Linked DNA regions of Sus scrofa: region 1 is linked to region 2. A link is a contact called in public Hi-C data. All regions are on one chromosome and are shown on one strand. Each heading gives the region's core, a stretch centred on a gene start, on an enhancer-like site or on the middle of the called end of the contact. The rest is flanking DNA. Distances are from core to core; before and after follow the strand shown.

Region 1 (5,487 bases), core at 1,418-3,917, 310 kb after region 2:
GAGCGGCAATGAACCCAACTAGTATCCAAGAGGATGTGGGTTTGATTCCTGGCCTCGCTCAGTGGGTTAAGGATCCGGCATTGCCATGAGCTGTGGTGTAGGTTGCGGAGGTGGCTCAGATCCCGTGTTGCTGTGGCTGTGATGTAGGCCAGCAGCTGTAGCTGTGATTTGACCCCTAGCCTGGGAACTTACATTCGCCGCAGGCGTGGCCCTAAAAAAAAGCAAAAAAAAAAAAAAAACAACAAAAAAAAAACTGTTGGGAGTTCCCGTCGTGGCGAAGTGGTTAACGAATCCGACTAGGAACCATGAGGTTGCGGGTTCGGTCCCTGCCCTTGCTCAGTGGGTTGACGATCCGGCGTTGCCGTGAGCTGTGGTGTAGGTTGCAGACGCGGCTCGGATCCCGCGTTGCTGTGGCTCTGGCGTAGGCCGGTGGCTACAGCTCCGATTCGACCCCTAGCCTGGGAACCTCCATATGCCGCGGGAGCGGCCCAAGAAATAGCAACAACAACAACAACAAAAGACAAAAAGACAAAAAAAAAAAAAAAACTGTTAAAAACTCCCTACTGCCCAAGGGATTAAGTGTAAACTCTTTCACATGGTATATTTTTTGATCTGCTCTCCTCTAGCTTCACATGTTAAGTCCTCTAGAGCAAACATATTTGCTGTTTCTTCCTCACAGTTTGGCTCATACCGTAGCCTCTGACTAGAACGTCCCTAAACTGCCCTTAAGTCTGGCTTCTAGTTCCTTCTTTAAAATAAATCTCAAGTGTCACCCCTTTCAGGGTACAAGCTATCGTCTCTGATCCCAAACTGTCCCCTGAACTGTACGAAATGTGTTCTCTGTGCTCCTGTAAAAAATGTGTGATACCTACAATAAGGTTGGAGGAAAAACGGGTGGAAGGCACTTAGAAACAGTGCTAAGGATTTTGACAGTGAAAGAACCCTAATTATTCCTTCATCTAACCTGAAGGGTAATGTCTGTTTCTATCTACCGTGCTGCTATTAAATAGGTGGTGACTCCCTAGATTTACAAAAAATGCAAAGAAAAACATCGTGGTAAAACAATAAGGCACAATTCAACTATTATGCCATTTTTCTTTCCTTCCTCCCTCCTTGTTTCTCAGGAAAAAGAAAGGATCGCTCATTGAATGTTTTTATATATTTAGCTTCAGTGGTTTTTATGTTTTCCTACTTTCCTTATTGTACTTAGAAAATGAGGCACAAAAATGGTTCCCCTAGAATAACTAAGAACAAAAAAAAAGTATTCTTTTCCTTGTGCCTACTACATTTAGCTATTTTGATAATTTCTTTTTCAATCTTTTATCTCAAGAAACGGCTAATAATGCCTGGAAATATCTGAGGTGGAAAAAAAAAAATCACTCGATTGGAAATCATGAGACTTGGGTTCTAATTCTGCCATTAAATAGCTTTAAACAAATAGTCTAACCTTCTGAGCATCAATCTTCTCATTTACAAAATGAGGAAGTGGATTAAATATCTAGGCAATTTCTTTCATCTTGATTTTCATTCAATAAGAAAAAAATAGCCAAGCTACAAGGAATGCTAGAGAGAGAAGAGACTTGGAAATGAAAGAAAATAGAAGTTGCTTTTTTTTTTTGGTCTTTTTTTGTCTTTTTACCATTTCTAGGGTCGTTCCCGCGGCATATGGAGGTTCCCAGGCTAGGGGTGTAATCAGAGCTGTAGTCACCGGCCTACGCCACAGCAACGCGGGATCCGAGCCACATCTGCAACCTACCCCACAGCTCACGGCAACACTGGATCCTTAACCCACTGAGCAAGGCCAGGGATCGAACCCGCAACCTCATGGTTCCTAGTTAGGTTCGTTAACCACTGAACCACGATGGGAACTCCAGAAGTTGCTTTTATATACTCCACAACAAGAACACAGGACAGCATCACCAAATGAGATATACTTTGCAAACCAATTTAATCCATTACTAATCAGATAATCCTGCAAATGACTTTTATTATGCAGTCAATACAAATACGCAATTATTCAGCACTATAATGCTTTGCTTGGCACCAGATTTTCTAGAATCAGATGGACTCTTACTCGAGTTGTGGAAATGGAGGGCTAGTGCACCAAAGTTAGCTAAGGACATAGCTAGTGAATAGAAAGGCTAGAATAATTAAAAACAGGTTTTTTGACTCCAATTTTGATAAGTAAAGTCAACAAACATTTACTGTCTGCCTACCATGTGCCAGGCACCAGAAATAAAAGGATAAATAATACACAACGCCTTACTTCAAAGGAATTCAAAACCACTGAAAAAGCCTGTAGAGGTCAATGGAAATCAGGCAACAAACACTTCAGAACCCACCATTTAGAAGAAAGCCCATAGGGAGTCAAAACAAGTGTCAATGAAGCTTACACTATTTTCATTTTCCATGAACTTTTGATGAACAGGTTTTTTTATTAGTATGTTGACAACTTACTTTTAAACATACTTCTTTTTTAGGCAAGAAATAGATTTATTAAGATAGAACACTTGTGAGAGATGCAAGTGGGCAGGTAAGAAGGCCTCTAAAGATACCTTTAAAAATAAAGACTAGATCTTGAAAAATAAAGTGGGGGAAAGGAATAGAAGAGAACATGGACTCGAAAGCAAGAGCAGGCACACAACTGAGCAATGTTTTACTTAAGCCACAGTGGTAAAATTCCACTTGGCAAATAACTTCAAATGTTTGTTTTGGATTACCAAGGGCTAGTCTAACTTTGCCCCCAAAGAGCTAAAACACAATAAATACAAGATAGTTGAGTCCAATCTATAATAATCCTTAAGGAGATGCTTTAAAACATTAAGGATGCTCCCTTACTGCAGTGTCTTAATAAGCTACCCCAAACAACCTTTGTTCAAATTTTTACATGTGTAACCCATGTGCGTCCCCTCTCAAAGTCTACTACTCTCTTTGTAAAAACAACAATAACAACGAGTACTTCCCTTTTTCTCCTAAAATTTACTTTCACATGTGGCTCTTAGTTTGAGGATTCTAGAACTGGGGAAATTCCATGATCACAGATATTGCACTATTAGAATTAATGGAGAATTTAAGAGATCATCCATTTTAACACTCAATTCCAAAAATGTGAGACAGATAAGTATTTTAATAAACATAATGTCAGAAGCAAGCATTTATTTAAAAATAACTAAATAAAAGATATAATTGATAATAAAGAAATAATATAGAGAGAGTGTACCAACTGAGGTTTTTTTCTGATTTTTTTGGAATGGTTGCTTACTTAGGTAGAATTATAATAAAATGTTTATATTCAACAGCAGCAAGCATTTCACCAAAGCACATGGAAGCATTACGCTAATTTTCTCCAATAATAATTTTAAAATATTGTTGAGAATTTTAGCGGTTGGAGCTATAACTAAGTCATGGAACTCAGGTGGGGAGAAAAAGATGCTTGCTAAATCACATGTGATAAGCAATTTAGAACAAAAGTCAATTTCTAGAATAATTTCATAGGTTATATAGTTTTATAGGTTATAAAAGTGTAAAAGAAACCTGTAGAAACTCTCTTTTTGCCTTTTAAAATTGTGTTTAGCTCAGGAGTTTGCACCCATATTTTTCTGATTATCTATCGTAATAGGGGATCATAAAACAGATTTTAGCATGGATCTATCTAGCCATAATGAAAGGATATGGGGAAAAAGACAAACTTAGCAAATTCCTGACTGAGCTAAGACTTAGAGCTGCATCCAAACCCAAAAAGTAAGCATTTGGAAACAATTAGAGGTTCACTTCTGGTTGACTAACTCAATTCTAGCTTTAACAATGAAATACCATTTTCCTAGCATACATAAAAAGAATGAGTCATTAGGCACATGAGTTTACCAGTAAAACATGGTAATAGCTTTATTCCTCAAAAGCTAAAGGTAAATCAAATTTATAATCATATAATCAGAAACATAAAAATTAATACGAAAGCTTAAATGCTACCAGGTTAAATAAGCAGCAGTTGGTTATTACTCCCTATTGCCAGGAACTTTGCAAAGGGAAATATATTCAAATCTTACTTCAAAAGCAGCATTTAGTGAGAGCTGCACTATTTCAACAGTAAATAAAATGATCTAGCAACAATTATAAACAAACCAAAAAGGGTATCTATTATGAAAGCTCTGGAAGAACAGACTAGTGATAATCGTTATGATTAACATTTTTATTAACAATAAAAAAGTTTCACCGTGTTGAAACTCTTTAGATTGAGAATAAATGTCTATTAATATTAATTAAAACATAAGTAGTGATTCAACTTTTTTGAACTGCCTTATGGGCTACGTCCTCCTACATATTATCAGCAGTTCTTACAAACCACAAACATAAAGATAGCTGTACTTTATAAGAGAACCCATAAATTTGAAGGTCTAGTGTATGTAATATACTCAAAAATGTTCAGCAGACAAAAAAGCCAAAGAAAATTGACCCTTAAAAGTAATATAGTCTATATTTAGACATGGGGATCCTAAGGCAAGTTGTAAATATGCAGTCATATTTGCACAAATACCATTATTCCATAGTAAAGAACAATTGCCCAGAATTTCATAAGCCTGCTATAGAACAGATAACCCAAAATCACAGGGATGGTGGCTTACCTTATAATTACACTGAGTTTCTGAAACGTATGGTTTAAATAAATCCATATTTACAGAATACCTACTTTACTCAATAATGGAGATGATAAGATACCCGAAAATACCCTTAGAACTTGGAGCTGAAGTCATGAAAAGGTCACCATTTTCCTTAAACTTCTGGAACTTAGTTATAACACTTAATGCATCTGGTCTTTGGACCAAGAGCATGAGTAAATAATGTCAAATTAGTAAATAGTGATGTTTTTGTTTAGACAACACTTAATTTTTAAAGTATTTTAATAAATGTTTTCGAATTTGATCCGCACAACAACCTTAAGTAACTAAGAAAATGTTGGAATCACAGATGTAGACAAGACCATAAGCGATCATTTAGGCCAATTCCTTCACATTACAGAGGAGAAAACTGTCTCAGAGAGATTAAGACAACCTGCTCTTTGTTAGACACTGGTGAGCAGCAGAGCTGGATGCCGGAATGCTAAGGCTCTCTGCACTACACCGCAGTGTCTCCTCAGGACTGAGTCCTCTGGATCAGAGACCACGTCATATCCTTTTATTTCCAGGGCCCAGCACAGTGCCCCGTGGAATATATTAAAGCTCTTGACACACGTCTGCTGAATAATCCATTTTAAAACTGCGAACATTAGTGGAAGATTATTAAAATGTAGAACAGCTCATGTTGACATGACTTTCAACCCTTAACAACTAAATAACAACAGTAAAAGAGCCCCTTAGTTCAGTCATTCCCCCAAAAAGCATCTCTAAAAAACAGAAGCAAAAGTATCTTATCCTCTATTCAAGTATAAGTTAGGAAGAATTACACGTAGGCAGGAGCAAGCAGCATTCCTAACTCTTGATGTGCAATTTA
Region 2 (5,745 bases), core at 2,813-5,312:
GCAGCTGCAGCTCCAATTTGGCCCCTAGCCTGGGAACTTCTGTATGCCATGGGTGTGGCCCTAAAAAGAAAAAAAAAACTTCTTTTTTTTTTGTCTCTTTTTTTGTCCTTTCTAGGGCTGCACCTGCAATATATGGAGGTTCCCAGGCTAGGGGTCTAATCGGAGCTGTAGCCGCTGGCCTACACCACAGCCACAACACAGGATCCGAGCTGCATCTGCAGCCTACAGCAAACGGCAACACCAGATCCTTAACCCACTGAGCAAGGCCAGGGATCAAACCCACAACCTCATGGTTCTTAGTGGGATTCATTAACCACTCAGCCACAATGGGAACTCCAATTCTTCTTTTTTTTTTTTTTTGGTTTAGTAAAAGAGCAGCTAGGGAGTTCCCATCGTGGCTCAGTGGTTAACAAATCCGACTAGGAACCCTGGGGTTGCGGGTTCGATCCCTGCCCTTGCTCAGTGGGTTAAGGATCCGGCGTTGCCGTGAGCTGTGGCGTAGGTCGCAGACGAGGCTCGGATCCCAAGTTGCTGTGGCTCTGACATAGGCCGGCAGCTACAGCTCCGACTCGACCCCTAGCCTGGGAACCTCCATATGCCGAGGGAGCGGCCCAAGAAACGGCAAAAAAGACCCCCCCCCCAAAAAAAGCAGCTAAAGCAGCCCAATTGATCCTGAACGCCACCAGCGGGTGGTCCAAGGCCACCAGGATAATTCCTGTTCTGGTCAGAAATGGCCCCAGAACAGTGGCTCTCAAGCTTGGGACCTTCCACGGTGATCTAGAAATTCACAGGTCTCGGATAGGCTGAAGAATTTGACTTTCTAGGGATGTCCCAGGTAGCGCTGATGATCCTGGGAACCACCGATCTTGAACTTCACTCGGGTAAAGTGTTCAGTACCTGAATCCAAGTGGAACTGGAGAGGGTAGGAGGTGAGAGTTCCTAGCCTGGACCCCCTGAGGGGTTTTACATGCTCAGGAGACTGACAAGCATCAAAAGACAGCAATCTGGACAGTCACAATGCAATGAAAGAAGGGACACAGTAAAGGCTAGTTTAAAGGAAGGAGTTGGAGAAGGAATCTGGCCATTTGCCCAGGACAAGCACCTGCTGGAGGAGGAAGGAGCTGAATCACTGGCCAGTCACTGAAAATCTACAGCTCTGATGTCACCTGGCTGCCTCTGGAATCATCTAGGGAGCTTTTCAAAAATACAAGGCCCTGGGCCCTGTGCTCAGAAAATTAAACCAGGATCCCTGAGGTGGAGCCATGAGGGTGGGAGCATCTGAAAGCTCCCAGGTGGTTCTCACATGCAGTCAGGGCCAAGAGCCACCAGGCTAAGGAAGAAAAAATATATAATAGGGAATCTGTTACGGAACGAGAAGTTCATCTCCAGTGAACTTAACCTCAGCAAAATTTCCCAGCTGCTGGGTCCCTATCCTCTGTCCCCACTCAGTCCTTCAGATCCCTTGATATCCCCAGAGACCCAGCAGCATCTTTGCTCTGCTCCCCCCACGTTGTGCTGTGATTCACCCTTTGGTTACAGCAGCCAAACATCCTTAAAGCCGAAAACGTAGAATCAGGCCTTTTCCTGGAGCTTTTGCTTTCTTCTGGTCTCTGAGGCCTGATACCAAGAGCAAATTCAAATTTTTGTTTGTTTTTGCCCCTCCCGTAGCATGCAAAAGTTCCCAGGCCAGGGATCGAACCTGCATCGCAGTAGCGACTGGAGCCATAGCAATGAAAACCTGACAGGTCCTTAACCCTCTGTGCCATGAGGGAACTCCTCAAATGGTTTTTGTTTGTTTGTTTGTTTCTGCATAGCCACATAGTCTAAGAATCATTTATTTTCTATCAAATCAAAATTGTAGGTTAAAGAGTCTTAAAACACCCTAGTGAGAAAGAAGATTTATAGATAAGCTAGTCAACTATGGTGTAGGCAGATAGATGGTCTCAGTTTAGTGACATGTAAGTGAAATTGCACATGGAACTCCAACCTTTAAATAAATAAGATGCAATACACAACAGGGTGAATGCTATGTTGCTATTTGTGTTAGGAAAAGAAAAGAGGTAAGGCAGCGTGGAGGGCGGGTAGGCGATTGCTAGAACAGAAATAAGAGTGTGAAAGCGTGACACTGGTCTCTGACTTCTCACTGCTTACTCTTTTTTTTTTTTCTTTTTTTTTCTTTTTAGCTCTGCACCTGTGTCATATGGAAGTTCCCGGGCCAGGGGTTGAATTGGAGCTGCAGCTGTGGCCTGCACCACGACTTGCAAAGCTGAGGCAACAGCAGACCCTCAGCCCACTGAGTGAGGCCAAAGAGCAAAGCTGCATCCTCACAGAGATCAGGTCCTTAACCCACTGATCCACAATGGGAACTCCCCAGGGCATACTCTTTTGTACCTCTTGGGTTTTTGAATAGTGTGCATGGATCACCTACACTTTTTTTTAACAGTTAATTTTTGTCGTGGAGCTTGTTCTGCTTGGAGCAGGGGGCATCTCACCTTGCCCCCGCTTCCCCTCACCCTAAACCCCTCACTCCCAGATGAAGTCCTAACAAGACTTTTAATCCCATGACATTCCTTGGGGATGCCCTCTGCAATAGGATCGGATTAGAGACCTGCTGAACGTTTTCAACCCTGCATTTTTTAGCTAGAATTGATGCCCAGAGAGGGCAAGTGACTGGCTCAAAGTCACACAGCTAATGAATGAAGCTAAACCTCCTGATTCTTTCTTCAATGTTTTTACCGTATGTCCTTAAACATTATCCCTTCCACACAGCAGATCAGACAGTTATTGAACTTCTACAACTATGCCTGAGAGATACCATTAATACAAGCATGCAAGTGGCAGAGAAAACTTATTGACCAGACACCAAACAAGTAAGCACAAGCCTCGCTGCCACGCTATTGATTACATGGCAATAGCAACCCTCACCACTAGTGAAATTTTACTCTATTAACAGCCTCACACTATAAAGGATTATGTAGTTTATTTGGATATTTTTTGGCATGAGTCACAAGACAAACATTTGGAAAATGAAAGCACCATATGCAGAAAGCAGCCTTACTCTTTTGGCGGGAGGGGGCGGGGATGGAGAGGCGATCGGCACAACCTCAACGACCACTAGGTGGCAATAGTGTCCTAACAACACTAAGCAGCAGGCCTGGCACTCTTAGAAAGTGAACGGTGAATCAATACCCCACAATTGACCCACCTGGCTACCCCCAAAGCCTTGAGACTCAGAAAGTGTTATTAGTAAAAGTAATAATCCCTTTATCGCTTGATAATTTATGTCCTCTATTATAACAGCCAAGAACGCTTTAGTTTATCTCAAAAAGCAGGCTCAAACCAGCAGCCCTTGGGCAGAACCTGGTCAGCAGCACTGTGTTTGCCTAGGGCAGTGTTTGGCTTTGTTGTTTTGTTGTAATCCAAAATGCCTTTAGGTGGGGCAGGCCTTTGCCAGTTTGCCAGAACACCCACCACTCTTTAAGGTCTTATTTTAGGCTCTTCCCTACAGTTGCGTGACTCCTGACTGTATTGGAGATTGGGATTCCTGCTGCAGTGTCTTTCTTAAATGCACAATGACGCCACAATTCCAAACTAACTGATCCACCCAATTATCTCAGGCTTTCCCACCTCCAGAGATCTTTTCTCGAGTCACTCCTCCCCCAAGGCTCTCCTCCAGGGCCTGTCTTTTTCTTGCGATCCTTCTTAGTTTTTCTTTTTTTCTTTTTACAGCTGTGCCTGCAGCATATGCAGTTCCCAGGCTAGGGGTCGAATTGGAGCCACAGCTGCTGGCCTGCCAACCACAGCCACTCCAGATTCAAGCCCCGTCTTCTACCTATACTGCAGCTTGTGGCAACGCTGGATCCTTAACCCACAGAGCCAGGCTAGGACATTATGTCAGATTCTTAACCCACTGAGCCACAGAAGGAACTCCCCTTCTCATTCTTGAAGGCCCAGATTCAATGTCACCAGGGTGAAGTTCATTTCCCCCAATCTGTGGCTCGCAGAGCCTGTATACTTCCTGGTCTGTGCTCTTTTTCTGCTCCGTCCCACTAGCTGTTTTTCATATGCCTCAGCTCTTTGTAAAGTTCTCTGCGGGAAGTAAAGAGATGTCTCACTGTTCTGGGTGTGTGTAACAGCGCCCCACCCAGCGTTTCATTTGTTCCCACTCAAAAACTATGCCAACACCTTCTATGGGGACTGACAAGAGACAGGATGGGAGTTCTTCTGTGGTGCGGCGGGATAAGGCTCTGGCATTGTCACTGCAGTGGCTTGGACCTCTGCTGAGGTGCAGGTTCAATCCCTGGCCCAGGAATTTCCACATGCCACAGACACAGCACACAAATAAATAAATAAATAAAGCAAGAGAGAGAAATAGTATGGCTTAGGAAAGTCTTTTATAGATGACCTTTAAAGAAATATAATTTATTGATGAAAGCATATGAAAAATCAGAACTAAGCTGGATTTCCCATTGTGGCGCAATGGAAGCAAATCCGACTGGTATCCATGAGGATTCAGGATCGATCCCTGGCCTCGCTCGGTGGGTCAGGGATAAGGTATTGCTGTGAGCTGTGGTTTTAGGTTGCAGAGGTGGGCTCGGATCCAGGGTTGCTGTGGCTGTGGACTAGGTCAGCAGCTATAGCTCCAATTCAACCCCTCGCCTGGGAACTTCCATATTGCCACAGGTGTGCCCCTAAAAAACAAAAAAGCAAAATACAATGCAATACAATACAAACCAAGCTAAAATGTCACTGTCTCCTGCAGGTACTAAGGGGACATATCGAAGCGTTCAGCGTAAGCCCTGGACTCAGACAGCCTGGGTACACATCATGGCCTCAGTCTTGACAAGCTGGGTCAATAGTAGGATACTAGCAGTAAGACAATGACAGCACCTCCCTTACAGGATTTGTTTTTATTAATATTTTACTCTGAAATAACTTTAGAAAAGTTGCAAAAATTGGGGAGACATGCTCTAAACTCTTCACCTAGCTTCCCCCACTATTAGCCACTTCCATAAGTGCCATTCAGTCATCAAAGCCGGGACACTGACATTGGGACAATGCCATCAACTACATCGACAACCTTGTTCGATTTTCATCAGTTTCCCCGCTGATTTCCCTTTTTGGGCCCAGAATCCAGTCTGGGATTGCTTATTGCATTTGGGTATCACGTCTTCTTCCTCTCCTCCAATCTGTGATGCTTCTGGAAAGTCCAGGCCAGCTATTCCCAAAATGGCCCTCATGTTTTCGCACGAGTAGAGGGAGGTGGTGCAGTTTAGGGCAAGGAGGTGATGCCGTGCCCTTCTCAGCGCATCATCTGTGGAAATACGTGGTGTTTACTCTGTCTTATTCTGGGGAGGTTCAACCTTGATCGCTTGGATAAAGTGACGTAGGGGCGGCAGGTTTCTCCACCGCAAACTTACTATTTTTCCCTTTGAATTAGAAAATATTTGCGGGGAGACCACGCAATGATCCCATTTCTCATCATATTGTCACCCACGCACTGTAGTGGTCACCCAAAGGGCTTTACCCTCAGTGATCCTTAACCACGGGGTTTGCCCAGAGCTAATCATCCGTTTCTCTCATTCCTCCCTCACCCATTTCTTTGGAGGGCTTTTACGAGGATGAAATGAAGAAAGGCAATTACACCAGTGCCCAGTCCACGGTGAAGTGTAAGCCATTTCTGATATTATTAGGAGATATTATGAAAGCTGCCTAATTAATAGAGATAATTTCTGGCTCAAAATA

What was found. A called contact is a pair of places that touch in the nucleus more often than the background predicts.
Region 1: a Hi-C map of liver shows a contact between it and region 2, with 2.2 times the contacts expected there. The contact joins two enhancer-like sites. A contact is called at or near these places in 2 of 5 promoter capture datasets (fetal skeletal muscle and liver), 33 of 47 Hi-C or Micro-C datasets (adipose tissue, alveolar macrophages, blood and 16 more) and 1 of 2 datasets of contacts at active chromatin or transcription factors (skeletal muscle).

What each region holds. Positions count from the first base shown.
Region 1 is chr4:117,337,949-117,343,435 of Sscrofa11.1, forward strand. The region is part of intron 8 of SLC30A7 (solute carrier family 30 member 7); the gene reads right to left. Among named protein-coding and RNA genes, the nearest start is that of SLC30A7, 56 kb to the right of the region's middle. Within about 2 kb of position 2,668, at least 2 of the 83 cell types and tissues checked have an H3K27ac peak or open chromatin away from gene starts, as enhancers often do. A contact at or near this core is called in liver, where this site is marked.
Region 2 is chr4:117,023,624-117,029,368 of Sscrofa11.1, forward strand. No RefSeq gene overlaps it. Among named protein-coding and RNA genes, the nearest start is that of S1PR1, 43 kb to the right of the region's middle. Within about 2 kb of position 4,063, at least 25 of the 83 cell types and tissues checked have an H3K27ac peak or open chromatin away from gene starts, as enhancers often do. A contact at or near this core is called in liver, where this site is marked.